2 separate regions of the Macaca mulatta genome follow, and region 2 is linked to region 1. A link is a contact called in public Hi-C data. All regions are on one chromosome and are shown on one strand. Each heading gives the region's core, a stretch centred on a gene start, on an enhancer-like site or on the middle of the called end of the contact. The rest is flanking DNA. Distances are from core to core; before and after follow the strand shown.

The links. A called contact is a pair of places that touch in the nucleus more often than the background predicts.
Region 2: a contact with region 1 is called in a Hi-C map of fetal cortex germinal zone, with 3 times the contacts expected there. The contact joins the promoter of AP2A1 here to the promoter of CPT1C in region 1. A contact is called at or near these places in 2 of 14 Hi-C or Micro-C datasets (cortical neurons and fetal cortex germinal zone).

Annotation. Positions count from the first base shown.
Region 1 is chr19:62,144,802-62,147,844 of T2T-MMU8v2.0, reverse strand. It overlaps CPT1C (carnitine palmitoyltransferase 1C), which reads right to left and starts at 1,682. Exons shown (of 19, transcript XM_077980870.1): 1 at 1,518-1,682; 2 at 192-346. The coding sequence starts at 1,551. It overlaps ADM5 (adrenomedullin 5 (putative)), which reads right to left and starts at 2,721. Exons shown (of 4, transcript XM_015124606.3): 1 at 2,625-2,721; 2 at 2,607-2,622; 3 at 2,315-2,411; 4 at 1,940-2,312. The coding sequence starts at 2,721. The coding sequence ends at 2,022.
Region 2 is chr19:62,232,378-62,235,625 of T2T-MMU8v2.0, reverse strand. It overlaps AP2A1 (adaptor related protein complex 2 subunit alpha 1), which reads right to left and starts at 1,987. Exons shown (of 33, transcript NM_001266208.2): 1 at 1,788-1,987. The coding sequence starts at 1,854. LOC144337270 (a long non-coding RNA gene) reads right to left here and starts at 1,630. Exons shown (of 2, transcript XR_013410125.1): 1 at 1,462-1,630.

The sequences.
Region 1 (3,043 bases), core at 433-2,932:
GGCTGTGGATCCCGGAAGTGAGCCAGGGAGAAATAACTAAAGGGGTCCCGGGAGCAGACATCGAAATTCCGGGAAAAAGTGGTGATAGGCTCCCAGAAACGGACCAACTGAAATGCCGGAAGTGAGCCTCAGACATCCAGGAAGCAGAAACCTGGATCCCCGGAAGGAAACCAACCAGCAGCACTCCTCACCCAGAAACGTGAGAGATGCCTTTTCCAGGAGCGCAGGCCAGAGAGGTAGATCTCCTGCAGCACAGGGGCACTGAGTTCCACTTCAGCCCCGTCCGAGGTCAGCGAGGTTCGGAAGCCCACGGCCTGGTGCGCTTCAGCCATGTCACGCTGGAGCCCTGGGAGTCGGGCAGAGTCACTCTTCAGGGCCCCAGCCCCTCCTCCCTCAGACTCAGGAGTCCAGGCTCCCAGCCCCTCCTCCTTCATACCCAGGAGTGCAGGCCCCAGTCCCTCCTCCCTCAGATCCAGGAGTCCAGGCCCCCAGCCCCTCCTCCCTCAGACCCAGAAGCCCAGGCCCCCAGCCCCTCCTCCCTCAGACCAGGGATCCCACGCCTCCAGCTGCCTCTTTGCGCTGACCCAGGACTAGCTCATCCTTCTCTAAGCACCTGAGGGGTCTTGCGGGTCCTGGTTTGTAGACCCGGAGGTTTTGAGGGAAGGACGTCAATTCGGGGCCTCTGGGAAAGCGTAGAGAGGCCAGAGGGATAGCTCGCGTTAACCCCTTTACCTGCTCTGCCAAGAACATGGTGCGGGGGCAGTGCCCTCCCCCCTAATACAGGACTCTGAAGATTCGGGGGTAGGTGGAGGAGGGAAACTGGTCCAGGCTGAGTTGCGGGGTCTTGAGAAAAACATTAGTTTTAGACCCATATGAAACAAACACCTATTAGATATTGACGCTGTCCACCCCATTTCCGCTTCTCATGCCAAGGCAAGGGGGGTGGTGTCTATAAATTCATCTGCTCTGAGGTGGCCCAGCGTCCCCTCCCCCTGCCCGGGCTGGAGAGGATGGGGAAGGAAGCACCCACTGCGCATGCCTCGCAGCCTGGGATGCTGAGACTGTGAGCGGAGGCGAGCGTCGAGGACAAGTGATGGAGAGGCTTGCACGCCCAACCCTAGACACAGGACTCCAGCCCCCTCAGGAGCCCGAGCCCCTGGGGTCCAATACTTACCACGTTGAATCAGGGGTCCGCTGATCGGATCCTGGGGTCCAAACCCGAGTCCACCCCCGCCCCCGGATTTTGAGCGCCGGCCCCAAATCTCCGGCTTGCGTATGTCCAATCCCAGTGCAAGGAGTCCACCACCGGGTCGACGGGCCTTTGGAGTCCTGCCCACTCCCAGATCACCGTCACCCAGAAACCCCGATTCCTGTCTCTAGTGTCCCTAGCCGGGTATTCAGGTCCCGGGTTTTATCCCCGCCTCCTTCCAATCCCCGCGTTCTATCCCCGCCCCCTTAGAGCCACGGCGTCCAATCCCCTCCATCCGTTCGATCCCCAGTCCTCTGTCTCCTTTTACCCGGCCAGATTCTCCACCATTTGGCCGCTCGCATTCTGCGCAGCTGTTCGGAACTCGGGTTTCTGGGCTCCTCACTCGGCGCATTGTCTCTTAATCTGTCTCTTCGAGGAACAAGGCTCACCTGGGAGGCCACAGCCCACCCCTAAGTGCATTGTAACGTCAGGCGCGTAGGGTGCCGGAGCAAATCTCAGCCCTTTCACGCCAGGGAGGGAGGAGGGATGTTTGGCGGTAAGGAGGGCCCACCAAAACCACCCACGGAAGGTGCATGGATTGAGTTGGCAAGAAGGAGGCGCTACAGCGGGTTGGATTCAAGGTAGACAGTGGGACTTCCGTGAGGGAGAAGCAGCATGGATAACGGAGAAGGGTGTATTAGAGACCCAGCCCCGACTGAGAGGTCGAAATAGGTAAAGGGAAGCAGAGACTGAAACACGGAACTCTCGTTTATTCGGCTTTGGGCGTCAGTGTTCTTCGTCCAGCCTGGTCCCTTGTGCTCCTGGGTCCAAGCTAGTCACAGCCCGGGGAGGGACTGGGGAAGGCGGTTTCAGGGGCTGGAGTTAGGGGAGAAGACACGTGGGGTAGAAGCTCCAATATACAGATAGGCAAACTGAAGCCGAGGAGGGGACGAGCCGTGCCGGAGGTCACCCAGCGAGCTGGGCACTGCGCTGGCCCCCTCGCTGCAGGCCGGAGTCCTGGGAACCGAGCCGGGCTTCCGCCTCGCGCCACCGGCGGCGCCCATAGCTGTAGGGGTTCTGGGGCTCGCGGCTGGCCTTCCCTGAGGGCTCCTTGGTGGAGGCAGAGCGAATCCATTGTATGATCTCCGCCAGGCGGTGGGTCCGGCATACGCCCAGGTAACAGACGTGCCCGCGGTGCTGGGGGACCTGGTGCTGGCCTCGCCTGGAGAGGGAGCGTGGGAGAAAACCGGGTTCAAACCGAATTGAGAAATGGGGCGTGATGGAGGTGGGCACCCAAGCACTCCAAGACCAGCGGGGAGCGCTTACAGATCACCCGGCCGTTCCGCGGCCGGGAGGGGGCGCGCGCCCTTTACGGTCTCCTTCCTGCCCCGTCCCTGCTGCCACCGAGGTTTCTCACCTGGCTGCAGTATCCGGGTCCCCTGGGCGGAGAAGGCGAGGAGCAACAGCAGGATGAGGATGTGGGCAGGGCGGGTCAGGATCCGTGGCCTGGAGTTGCAGCCACACGACCCCATTCCGGCGCCGGGCTGATCGCCTCTGGGTGCGGCTCTGGAGCCAGGAGCCAGGGCCAGTCCCCACTTCCCAGGCGGGGAACACTGAGGCCAAAAGTCTGTGGGAAAAGGCCGCACCACACCAGAGGGGCAGGATTCGAACCCGGGTCCCGCTTCACGCACCGCGGCTCCAGAGCCCTCACTAGGGGTGGTCACACCAGCGCTGTCTATCCCCCTGGGAGGTCTGTGGAGACTCACCCACCTTAAAGCATGGGGAAGTGGGGCGGGGCCGATGACACCCACAGGTAGAGCTAAGCAGCGGGATTCCACGAAAAGGGGTGGAGGC
Region 2 (3,248 bases), core at 738-3,237, 87 kb before region 1:
GTGAGCCACCGCACCCGGCAAGAACAGGAGTTTCTGTTCATTATTGTCATCCCAGCGCCTAGAACACGGCCTGGACAACACTAGAGCGATCAAAAAGTATTTGTCAAGTGAATGAATGAATAAATGAGCCTTCAGAGGCAAGACGCTGTTATGAATGAAGTTTGCAGACAAGAAGACGTCCTGAAAGAGGTTAAATGACTCGTAGGGATTCACATCCCTGGTGGGTAACAAAGGCAGCGTATATCTGCTAACAGTGGCCCCCAGCTATTCCACAACCCCCATCGCTCCGCCCCTTGTCATAACAAGTGATCATTTCTCCTTCAACTGATACCCAACCGTTTCCACCCTCCTGTTCCCTGAGCACCTACTACATGCCAGATCCTTCCATAACAGTTAAATTCTAAAACAACAACAATCACTGGGTACTTTACAGAGCTGCTGTTCAGAGCCAGCGGAGGAAAAACAATAGCCAAGTTCCATCTGGGGCCTGGAACGCGTGAAAGGCCTGACTCACAGGCATTGTCACAAGCCCCTCAGGAAGATACGATCAGCAGTCTCTCTTGACAGATGAGGAAACCGAGGGGTGAAGTCCCTCATTCAAGGTCACAGAGCTAGGGAGTGGCAGTGCTCAAACGCAAACCCAAGTCTGGCTGACCCCAGAGCCCACGCGGATACAGCCTCTGAAGACTCCTGGCAGCTCCAATCTCCAACAGCCATTCCCAGGAGTTGAGAACTGACTTGCCGCCAGGCTTCATTGTCACGACAACTCTTCCTGGCAGGGACCACTGTCCCCATATTACTGTGGTCAAACAGAAAAGGGCTCAGATCCCTGCCTGTCCTGCTGCCTGACCCCTGACCTCTCTCTGGGATTAGACTTCCCCTATCCCCAGCTTTCCAGATCTCTACCCCTCAAGCACTTCAGAACCCAACGCCTTCCTTGAGGTCTGGGCGCTCCTTCTTCTGCCCTTCCCCCAACCCGCCACTCTAACGTCCTCTCCTTTCCAGGCCCCCGTTCCCTGTCACAGGTTCTCCCAAGACCTTACACCAGCAGCTCTTTTCCTCTGTGTTCCTTGGGTCCCTCCTTTCCCCTCAGCTGCCCCTCTAGCCCCCTCCCCACTGCCTTCCATATCTTCTAAGCAATCTCCCACCCTGAAGCCCCTCTATCCCTCACCAGGGTGTCCTTATAGTCTCCCCCTCCCATCATCTCCCCGCCCCAAACGCGTGGACTTTCACCCACTCTCAGGCCTCCTCTATACCACTGGCCAGGAGCCTCGGTGACCTATCTAACCCCTTTCCCCTGTATGACACCCCCTATCCCAGGCCCTCAAGCCCTGCTCCATTAGGCTTCCGGCATTCCACTTCCTCCAGGTCCCCTCTGGCTTCCTCCCATTCCATCGCTCCACAGGGCACCCCCACCATGCACTTCTTTCCCTTCTTCCCTACATTAGGAATCCCTCTAACCCCATCGTTTGTACGATCCCCCAGCTTTTCAGTCTTTCCCAGGGGACACCTCTATGCTCCCATCCCCGGGACCTCACTGTCCTCCTCCCCTTTCAAGCCCTCCCGGACCCCTCTAGCTACTCCGTGTCGTCACCTCAAGAGGCACTCTATGACACCCCAAGCCCCTGCGTGCCCCCCACCCTAAAGTTCATCCCGGGGCCCATCTATGCTCTTTTTCTACGACCGTAGAGCTTTTGATCCCCCGGGTCCCTCTGTGACCCCCAAACCCCTCAGTTTCACGCTCCCCCCTCCCCCGCGTCTCCAGTGTCCCCCGGCCGCGCGCTCACAGTTCCGGATGTCGGAGATGAACACAGCGAGCCCCCGCATCCCATCGCCCTTGGACACGGCCGGCATGATGGCGGTGGTGTCGGCTCCAGGCCTGGCCGGACAGGGCACACAGCAGCGGGGGCTGGCAAGCGGGGACCGGGCGGAAAGGACCCCAGGCAGCGCCAGGGAGCCCAGCCGGCCGCGGGGAGGGCTGGCTGGCGGGCGGGCGGGCGGGCTGGCAGGCCGTGGCACCGCCCCCTGCCCCTCCCCTCCGCCCGCCGTCCGGAGCTCTGAGCTCCCATTGGTTTGGGCTCCTGCCGCTCACACTCGCGTTTCTCCCCACTTCCTCTCTCATTGGCCGCTAAGCAAAGGCACGACGCTGCCATTGGTCCACTGTTCCGCTATTTCCGTTTGGGAATGAGAAGGGGGGGAGGAGGCGTTGCCCAAGAGACGGGCGGGGTTCGATTGCGCATCATGGACCCGCCCCCTTCGCGCGGCCAGGTCAAACACTGATTGGATCTAGCGGCCCTCCAAGGAGGGAGGGAGGGTCGTGAAGGAAGGCGGGGAACGGGACTAGGAGGCGGGACTTAGGTTGACTGGGACCAATGAACGGGTAGACCTCCCCCTCAGGCGTCGCGGATTGGCGAGATCTGTCCTACTTCAGCTCTCTATTGGGCGGCTGTGGGGCGGGCGGAAGGCGAAGATCAGTAGAGAAGGAACGAGAGAGGGTGTCACTCCGCTCGGCTGGGATAGGTGGAGCGACGCCTGCAATTCCCTGCTGCAGAGAAGGGGTTGGGCGGGGCAAGAGAGCGTGCGGTGTTTACTGCGCAAGCGTCTCAGTGTTCCCTTTCTCCATCTACTGTCACCCCCGACTGCTAAAATCCTCTTCTAGGAAGCCTTCCTCCCCTCCCCCCTTCTCTGCAGCCAACGTGTCGGGACTTGAGTTGTCAGGAGACCTAGAATCTCAGAGTGAAAAACAGTAATTCAAGTCTAGTCCCATTAAGCAGAGGTTAAACCTTAGGTCGAGCCGGGCGCGGTGGCTCACGCCTGTAATCCCAGCACTTTGGGAGGCCGAGACGGGCGGATCACGAGGTCAGGAGATCGAGACCATCCTGGCTAACACGGTGAAACCCCGTCTCTACTAAAAAATACAAAAAAACTAGCCGGGCGAGGTGGCGGGCGCCTATAGTCCCAGCTACTCGGGAGGCTGAGGCAGGAGAATGGCGTGAACCTGGGGGGCGGAGCTTGCAGTGAGCTGAGATCCGGCCACTGCACTCCAGCCTGGGCGACAGAGCGAGACTCCGTCTCAAAATAAATAAATAAATAAACCTTAGGTCGAGAGGGTGAATGACTTGCCCAGGGCCACATAGCTTGTAAGTGAAAAAGCAGAAATAAATGTAAACCATATCTTGGCTTACTTTTCAATATATGTTGCCCTTTTTTTTTTTTTTGTCCAACCACAGCATCTCTCGGGCAGCCTC